Regions from separate parts of the Mus musculus genome. Here region 2 is linked to region 1. The links are chromatin contacts, called in public promoter capture Hi-C maps. All regions are on one chromosome and are shown on one strand. Each heading gives the region's core, a stretch centred on a gene start, on an enhancer-like site or on the middle of the called end of the contact. The rest is flanking DNA. Distances are from core to core; before and after follow the strand shown. Region 1 holds the start of Sh2d7 (SH2 domain containing 7). Region 2 overlaps Idh3a (isocitrate dehydrogenase 3 (NAD+) alpha).

Region 1 (4,768 bases), core at 1,456-3,955:
TTTTAAGGTGGCATTCTGCCTAAGGTCTCATGAGGGAGAGAGAGGGAGAAGGAAGCTCAAAGAAACACAGAATAAAGAAAGACCAAAACTAAAAGGAGATTTGGGAAAGGCTTATTGTATTTCAGAGTGCCCAAAACAGTGTCTTGGGGGACAAATGAGGACTGAGCAATTATTAACATTTGCTTAACCCCTCCACGGTTTGTTCACTGTGCCAGGCAATTGCAAATGCCTCGTCTCATCATGCGCTCGCAACAGTCCTTTGGTAGGTAACTAGAACACTCCTATTTTACATATGAGATGGCAGAGACACAGAGAGGCAAAGAAGCTTCCTCCAGGTTAGGATCTGAACAAGGAGGGTCTGTGCACATAATTTGAATGAGAATCTGAAGACTTGGAAGTTTGCCCTGCAACCCTGGCCTCCTTCCAGGCCTCCGGAGGGAGCCTTCTACCTTCCCAACTCAGCCTAATTTCAGACCATGGTCCACAGCCGCCACCTCGGACTTTACACTAGGTACATGTCTCTTCCTCTTTAGTCTTATAGCCTTACATTACTAAGACCTAAGATCTTTAGTCTTATAGCCTTACATTACTAAGACCCAAGATCTTCATACCCAACCAATGCTGTGGGTTGTCACAGCCTTCACACCTCCAGACTGCCTCCAGTTCTCCCTCCTTAAGCACTCTGCCTGGATCCCTTCTTTGTTCTCAGACTTCTCATCTATGGCTATCCTTTTCCCAGAGATTTGTCTGGCTGCACCCAAGGATCTGTGACTCTCAAAATCTTGTACTTACGCTCATGCCAGTCCACTTAGTAGAAAGACTTTATACCCAACCATGCCCTCTTCCCACTAGCAAGCCTGTTCCTCTGCCACTGGACTTAGAGTTCATCTGCACCCACCGGGAAGATGTTTCATCTGGCTCCCTTCATCCCTTTGAAGGCTGCAGCAACATCCCTGGCTGATAGTGTTGGTGCTCTGAAAGGGTTGGCCAAGCAGAGGATGACTGAACTATGGCGTCAGGGCCCAGAGAAAACCAGATAGTGGGTTTCTGAACCTCTGTGCTCATCAGCAGGTTCTGGGTTATGGAACCCCTAGGCTACCTGTCTCTTCATAGAGGGCTTCCCACTTACCTATAAGACAAGATGTAGCCGACAGCCCGGTCACTGAGGCGGATGAGGAAGGAACCGAGGGCTTTGTCCCTGAGTAGCTGCTCTGTTTGCCTGGACAGAGGACACACCATTAACTGGGACCTGTACCCTCACAGTAACCAAGCAGCCTGAATTGGATCTGCTTCAGGATCCTTTCAGACAGTGGCCTAGAGTTCTAAATTGAGACAGATTTTCAGCCCTTGATAGAGAACCTTCTGAGCTCTTTGACTGACTCTGAGGCCTTCAAGGTGCAGTCTGTGGTTGGTTCTGGCTCAAGTGAGCAAACTAAAGACAGTCTGTCGTTGAATGTGAGTCCCCAGGCGACAGGCACCTTCCACCCTGCAATGTAGCCTTGTCAGCAGGAGCAATAGACACAACCTGCAGCTTCCAGCTCTCTATTCAGATAACTGTATAGAAAGAACTATACCAGGAACTTTCACATCAGTAGGGATCCCTGTCTTGGGACTAAGTGTGTAGTTGTGCAAGAGGCACACTACATAAGAGTGTCTGTAGCAAAGAGCTGCTGTTGTGTCTCAAGCTTGGTTACAAGAGGAGCTTAAAAAAAATCACTACCATCCCTTCGGGTCCTTCTACATGATACCAAGTGTTTTTGAGGTACAATGGAAAATTCTAGTATTTTTTTCCTTTGGCTTGGAAGAACACAGATCATATAATTCCTTACCCACTTACTCACCAAATACATCACTACATCACTAGAACTACCTTCATAATTTTCAGGGATCTGTGCCAAATGAATATATGGGACCCCTTATTTCCAAACAAAGGGCATCAAGACATAACACAGAGCATTAAGACAGCTGCAGGTCCCCTGAACACAGCCTCGTGTGGTCCGCAAAGCTGTCCCCGGTGCTGTGTTAGACACTGGGTCAGGACCTGGTTGGTGGGCTTTGTTTCTCATTCCTTTTTCCATCTAGTACTTGGGAAGCTTGAAGATCTCTCTCAACCACAATGCCAAGTCTCACATCCTTGCCTCTATGCCAGGATAATCATGTGTCTAGGTTTCCTGGACAGTTTTCTACCTCAATTACAATAACATTCCAGTGCTGGCACATGGCATGGTCTTCTAACTTTCACCAAGATACTCAGAACTCATCTAAACATGCCTAGCTCCTACTCAGTCCACTGTGGTTCTTCCCACAGCTGCAACTACCCAAGATCCCGCTAGGCAAATGCCCTCCATATGTGCCTTCAAAAGCTTCTACAATCTGTCCCTTCTACCCCAGGGTCCTGCTTAGTGAGGGAAAGGTCAGGAGCCCAAGGTTCTGGAGTCCTTGGGCCATATTCCCAGCCCTGAGGAGCTGCAGATCATGCTGGTCTTGTGGTCAGGGGCAGCCTTACTTGCGAGTGATGAATCCATGAAACCAGGGGGGCAGAACTCCATTCTGTAGGATAGAGGGGGCCTGTGTCTCCATGAACCACTTCAGAGCCAGCTCTTGGATTTCAGCCAAGGCCCGCCCACCCCCTGCCTCCTCCAGTGCCTTGCCCAGATGGAGCTGCTCTGGGCCGCCCTCCATCCTGGTGAGCACTGATGATATGTGAATCCTGATGGCTGCAGTCCTTTATATCTATGCGTGATGCAGCTCATTTGCCTGTGCTCACACCCTTCTCAATGCCCGTGGCACACAGGAGTCCTATTAGATGGCTCTCCTGTGTGAAGCTTTGGGACCAGGCATTTTGGCTGCTAGAGTCACTAGCAGGAGGCTATCGTAGCAGCCTGGTAAGGATCAGGCAGGATTTCCATGATCTCTGGGCCAGCAGAAAAGCTGATGCCTGTGACCTCTTTTTTCCCAACCTCCAGTCTTTGCCTCAGTGGAAAAGCAGACATAAGATGCAGTCACAGCACTGCCCCTGTGAACAGAGCTCTGGATTTAAATTCACTGTATCCTTCCTTCACTGGGGCTTTTGTGTTTTGGTGGGGAAATTCCATGCTGATTAATTTTACCTTTTACTTCAGATTGTATCAGGTACCTGCTGTGTACCATATAAATCTGGGAACAAGACAACTCTCTGTGTGGTGTGTGTGTGTGTGTGTGTGTGTGTGTGTGTGTGTGTGTGAGAGAGAGAGAGAGAGAGAGAGAGAGAGAGAGAATGAGAGAGAAAGAGAGAAAGCGCTCACTCACGTGCGCACACACACACACACACACACACAGGTATTTACCCATGCATAAGTCTGGAAATTAGAGGTTGATATCGGGTGTCTTCCTCTATTGGTGTCCACCTTACTTTTTGAGATAGAGTCTCTCATTGAACCTGGAACTGCTGTTTCAGGTAGGCTGTCTGGCCAGCAAGTTCCTGGGATTCCTGTCTCCGCCTCTCAGTGTGTCCAGCTTTTATGTGGGTGCTGAGGCTACAAATTCAGGTCTTCATGCTTGTGAAGCAAGCACTTTACCTGACAAGTCATCTCCACACTCCCAGAGAAGCACTTACTACTAATGGCAGTAGATAAACAATAAATGTGTGTGATTGCTTGTGTAACACCACACCAGATGAGCCCAGCCTGCGGGGAGCAGGGAGATGGAGACAGAGTGTGTTGGCTGCATGTCATGGGTAGTAGTCAGTCTTGCCCAAGAGTGACCATGGATCTTTGAAGGAGGAAGCCAAGTACCTGGTGAGGAAAGACTGTTGCCAACTATGGGGAAAGTAATTCAATGACAGGATTTTGGCATCCATTTAGGGCAGGCGGTAGAACACTTTATTCACACAAATATTCCCAATCCTGGTGTCAGCATTCTACAGCAGAAACTGAAGCTGAGGTGGCAGAAGCATTAGCACCGCCCCCCCCCCCCCCAGACATGGGTTAGAATCCCAATTCTATCACATTTTGGCCTAGGGTATCAGAAGGTTGTTGAGCCATTGGAGATAGCTCGGTTTCCTCATACACTGGGAATTAGAGGCTATTGTTTGGCTCCGGGGCCGTTATAATGAGTAGGAGCAAAGCGGTAAAGGATGAAAGATCATTTACATACATTCAAAGCAGGGCAGAACTAATCAAGGATGCTAAAAATTAAGACAGCAGAGGCTGTGGTGGTGCAGGGGGGCAGTGTTTATGGACTTCTAGGAACAGATGAGGAGCTGTCAAGGGCTGGTGTGTTTCCACTTTCTCATCTGGGGGGTGTGCTCACTATGAAAATTCATGGGAGCATAGCTTATGCTCTTTGCTAATTACATGTCCCACTTCAATTAAAACCATTTACGGAAAAAGAAGGGGAAGATGTCACAGCCACATTTCCATGGTTCGGATTCTGGCTTGATAACTGTGTTGACCCTTAACCAAATATTATAACTTATTAACTTCAGTGTCTTCATCATTGAAATGAGGATGATAATATGACCCATATATTAGTTCATTTTCTATTGCTGCAGTGGAATACCAGAGACTGGCTACTTTGTAAAGAAAAAAAGATTTATTTAATTCATAGTTGTAAATGCTAGAAGGCCAAGATTGGGTAGCTCTACCCTTCCGGGCTCTGTCAGAGGCCTCCTTAGCTATATCACAGGGTGGTGGGTGCCATCATGGGGACATGACTGAGAAGGAGCCATCACTTGGGACCAGGCTAGCTCTTTTAGAATAACTCACTCTATTTATAACTCTCTAGGGTC
Region 2 (4,619 bases), core at 257-2,756, 70 kb before region 1:
CAAGCCAACCTATAAAAGAAAATGTCCAATGGGTTCATAGTTCCAGATAGTTATGAGTCCACAGTAGCAGAGATAGAAAATGGAAGAAATCTTTTGAAACTTCAAGCCTACCCTAGTGCTACACCTCCTCTAAGGCTGTATACTCTAATCCTTCCCAAACAGCCCCACCAACTGGGAAACCAGTTATTCAAACACATGACCCTACAGGAGTCATTCTCTTCCAAACGATACCTTCTCATGAAACCAAACCCAGGCCACACTCATTTCTTCCAATTTTTCTTTTAGGACCCACCATGAAATTGAAACGGCTCACGGTTCTGGAGAAGTACAAAGATATCATCGATTCTTTTTATCAAGAGCAAAAACAGTAGTCAGGAGCCATGCTTGTGGCTTCTGCTGGAGACCAGCCCGGCAAGCATCTTCCTGAGCGCCAGGTGTCTCCAGTGGGCAAAAGAACCTGTGACAAGCTGCTTCCACCCTTTAGTTCAGGGCAGAGCACTGACATCTCCAATGCCTTCACGTGCAAGTAGTTTCAATTCTAACCACTGCTCCTGTTCAGGTGTCAAGCCAGACCATTCTCCTTCCAAAAGAGAAGGACCGCTCACTTTGGCTTCAGGTCCAGGCAGATCTACAAGGTTCTAGTTCACAGGTCTCCCAGGGGGCGCTGTTGGAGAGGGAAAGGGATGGCAATCCCATTACTAATGTGTGCTGCAGAGACAGCAGTCACAGCTCGCCTGACTTAATTCTGGCTTCTTGGAAACTAGTACCACACTCTGCCACCTCACACACAAGAGGCTTGATGCTTAATAAACTGCTGCTGCCTATGTGACTGTATTTAATATGTAATTTTCAGTATTAAACCTTTTAACAGATCTGCAACAAGTACCGGATGTCTTTTGTCAATGGGCAGGTGGGACAGAACATAGACAGTTAACTCACAGAACTTTAGTATCCTTTAGTACATCATCAGCGGCCTACCGGGGTGAAGGATGGGGTCTGGTGGAAGCAGCCAACTCTATTACCACCTATTTCAACAGGCTAAGCTAAAATGCCCTAAGGTACCTGACCAGGAAATACGCAGAGAATGCAAACGCCTCAGTCAGTTCTTAAGTTCTTTATTACTGTGAACCCAAAGCCACTGCTAACCAGAACAATCCAGTGAGACAGGGAAAGCAGCAGTTTTAAAGTAAAATACACAGAAGATTGTAAGTCCAAATAAAAGCTTTAAAAAAATGACCCAGACAGGGACATCTGTTGTTAAGAAATCCCCTTGGGACCAGGGTACATTATGCAAAGCCACGAGTTTGCAAACTAGTGCAAGGGCTAAGGGAAGACAGCTTGGCTTTGGTGTGGGCCAAAGGCTAGGTTCATGCTGTGGAGCAGAGGCTGTGGGAAGAATGAGGGGCAGAACCTGATGGTCAGCAGCTGGTAACACAGGCCCCCGCTTGGCCTGATTTGTATGAGCGTGGGCTGAGTCAGCTCCACCTCGGCAATTAAGTCTGTAATGGGTGCTACTGGGGCAGAAGGCAGTGACTGGTTGCTTTAGGGAAAGTCAAGGGGCAGCCAGGCCTTTCCAGGGTCACCTGCAGCACTGGCTGGAGTGTGGCCACGTGGGAGGGGATCTGCAGTGGCTGGCTCTCATGGCTGACAGCTCGCAATGCTGACGATCTGTCTAGTGAGGAGTGATCTCCCTTATCTGAAAGCTCTTCCCCCAAAATAGTGAATCTCAAGGTAACAAAAGAATCAAATACACAGAGAGCATCCGGGGCCTTGACAAGGATTACCGATGTAGTAACAAAATTACATCATTCATTATGGATTTCTTGGAGCTTACATTTTTATTAATAGTAATTCATGTATAGGACAAATACTTTATTTCCATATTTTTAAGAAATATACCATTTTTTTGCTGTGAACTTTCCCAGTAAATTTCTTTTGTACCCATTAGTATTAGAATAATGTTATCTTGTGCGATTGTTAAAACCCTGTTTTATTCCCAGTTTGTTTTTCATAAACCAAAAATCCAGGGCTTTTGTTAAAAAGTTAAATATCTTCTCTTATTAATTCTGTATCAGAATATTTACAGTTGAGGAAAATGATTTTGCCTGAAGTGTAAAATGGGTTAACAATGATAAATGATACAGTTCACTTACAGTTTACAAAATAAGGTTTACCAGACGGACAATAAATACAACCAGCACTTGGGAAAACCCTTTGAATGAAGGCCTGGGGCCATCATGTGCATCCATTGCAAGGGTTTTGTTAAGAAAAGGCCAGATTCAAAAAACGTACTCTGTCAAGAAGCAAGCAAACCAATGGTGGGCGCCCTCAAGGAGGATTACAGGGTATCCTTTTGGAGTGATTGACTGACTGCAGCAAATCCACCAGCAGGAGTGCTAATCTAAGTCTTTGACTCTACGACAGATTTCTTCTGTGAAGTCAGAGCACTTCGCGTTGCCTCCCAGATCTTTTGTTAAGCTCTGAGAATAGAAAGAGAAAAATAAACATTCATCACCACACTAAATTAAAACAAGGACATTTAAAGCACTCAGTGAAATAGGAACTGAGCAAGATACTAACCAGTCTACTGATTTCAGGCAGAGGTTCGATCACACACCACCTACCTACCCTGCGAGGCCTGGGGAAATCCCATGAGGTGCGTACCGAGAAACACTCCCAAGTCAGGCATGATGGTGCACTGCTACAACCAACCCCAGCACGGAGGGGCTGAGGCACAAAGATTCTTGCACACTCAAAGCCAGCCTGGTCTGTACATAGAATTCCAGGCCATCCAGAGCTAGACAGCAAGATCTTGCCTGTCTTAAAACAAGGCAGTAAAGAAACCACTGAAATGGCCACTCCCTTAAGGGAAGGCTCTTATTGTAAATAAGAAAGAGACGTTTCCAGAGGCACCTGGAAGAGTCCAGAGCAGAGGAAAAAAGGAAACATTGTGGTCATGGCCAGGGCTATCTTTGAGAGAAGAGAAGTAAGAGAGAACAGTAGAAATAGTAAGAGATGGGGGCAGGAAGAGTGAGTAGTGCAATAAGGGTGGCAGGCAGAGGCAGGGAAACAGGGAAATGGTATCTGGGAGGAAGGAGGCCAGGAAGTGAAGAGCCAGGATGCTCTGTGAGGGCTTTGAGATGTAGAACAGGCACTAGTGAGTGGGCTGAGGGACTCTGAGATGTAACTACAGGAGTGAGTCAGTGGGGAGCCACGTCCTTTGCAAGCGCCTGAGGAATGAATGCTGGCTTTTATCTAACCACCAAAAATCCTTCCTTGGACTCATTGCTGCCTGGATATACAGACCTAAGAAACACCTCTCAAGAATAAGACTCCTTAGAGAGCAGGATGGTAGTCCAAACTCTCCCCTTTGTTCAGACTATTGACCAAGAAAATACTGATTGGTTATGGATAGTTACATGAAAGCAAATCTAAGCATAAAATATGTGGGGAAATTTTAAAGCTAAGAAAAAAGATCATAAGGCCTCTTTGGTCTATTTTGGTATTTGGAGGCAAGCAGCATGACAACATTTACACAGTTAATCCTAACTTTCCTCTTTAGGAGAAGTCTCTAGGGTGACCAATCTGTTTTCTAACAACTCGTGTTCTCTTTACTACAAACAGACATCAGTATGTTAAATTCCCTCTTGCAGCTATGTCCCACAGAACCAGGAGACTCCTGTGTAAGTCAAGCATCTCCCGGCTCAGCTCTAGACTGTTACTTCCCAATACAGGCTTGGGATAATAACAAGAGCTCCTGCCCTCAAAAGTGATGTCAGGCTGTTAAAAACAGGTTTTCATTTCTTGTATTTTGGCCATAAGAAGTAATCCTAAGCTGTAACTTTCAGAAAGGAGCAGCTTTGAGGCACTACTTTAAGAATAACTGACCAGACTGTAGAGCTAACACCAGTGCAGCTGAGTGGGCCTGTGCCTGCCTCTGGCTCTCACACTCTTTCTGCTGTGTTCTGATGCCTGTTAGTGTCTCTTCATTCTTTCAGAGGAAATATTTGGATTACGGCCCCCCACCTACTGTCCCCTCCCCCACCCCAATGCATAGGTGCACATTAGCACCTCTGGTTCCATCGGGGAGTGCACATTAAGAATCTCTATCTCAGGATCTGGGAGGCAGAGGCAGGTAGATCCCTGTGAGTTTGAGACCAGCCTGGTCTACAGAGCGAGTTATAGGACAACCTAAGCCTACACAAAGAAACTCTCGTCTCAAAAACAGATTCAAAACAGCCGGGGGTGGTGGCGCACGCCTTTAATCCCAGCACTCGGGAGGCAGAGGCAGGCGGATTTCTGAGTTCGAGGCCAGCCTGGTCTACGAAGTGAGTTCCAGGACAGCCAGGGCTACACAGAGAGACCCTGTCTGGGAAAAAAAAAAAACAAAAAACAAAAAACAAAAAAACCCCCAAAACCAAAAAAACAAATTCAAAACAAAACAAAACAAAAACCCGTGTTCAACATCAGATCTTTCTGGGCTCTGTTCTCTTTCCACAGAAGAAACACATTTCAACCAGCTTGTAGTTGTGTAGATTTACAGATACCTTTCCATCCTTAATTGTAGCAAAACATGCAGCCTCGATTTTTGCTGCATGGTCAAAAAGTCCCATGTGGCG

The links. Promoter capture Hi-C pulls out the DNA fragments that hold promoters and counts their contacts.
Region 2: a contact with region 1 is called in a promoter capture Hi-C map of 3T3-L1-derived adipocytes, with 2.3 times the contacts expected there. The contact joins the enhancer-like site here to the promoter of Sh2d7 in region 1. A contact is called at or near these places in 3 of 39 promoter capture datasets (the 3T3-L1 cell line, 3T3-L1-derived adipocytes and hippocampal neurons), 16 of 484 Hi-C or Micro-C datasets (the 4T1 cell line, the 63-12 cell line, CD4 T cells and 8 more), 1 of 115 datasets of contacts at active chromatin or transcription factors (embryonic stem cells) and 3 of 9 other capture datasets (adipose tissue, embryonic stem cells and pancreatic islet).

What each region holds. Positions count from the first base shown.
Region 1 is chr9:54,532,060-54,536,827 of GRCm38.p6, reverse strand. Sh2d7 (SH2 domain containing 7) reads right to left here and starts at 2,705. Exons shown (of 6, transcript NM_173778.4): 1 at 2,507-2,705; 2 at 1,130-1,219. The coding sequence starts at 2,682.
Region 2 is chr9:54,601,143-54,605,761 of GRCm38.p6, reverse strand. It overlaps Idh3a (isocitrate dehydrogenase 3 (NAD+) alpha), which reads right to left. Exons shown (of 11, transcript NM_029573.2): 10 at 4,548-4,619; 11 at 1,100-2,480. The coding sequence ends at 2,397. It overlaps Acsbg1 (acyl-CoA synthetase bubblegum family member 1), which reads left to right. Exons shown (of 14, transcript NM_053178.2): 14 at 286-765. The coding sequence ends at 371. Among named protein-coding and RNA genes, the nearest start is that of Idh3a, 17 kb to the right of the region's middle. Within about 2 kb of position 1,506, at least 25 of the 459 cell types and tissues checked have an H3K27ac peak or open chromatin away from gene starts, as enhancers often do. A contact at or near this core is called in 3T3-L1-derived adipocytes, adipose tissue and pancreatic islet, where this site is marked.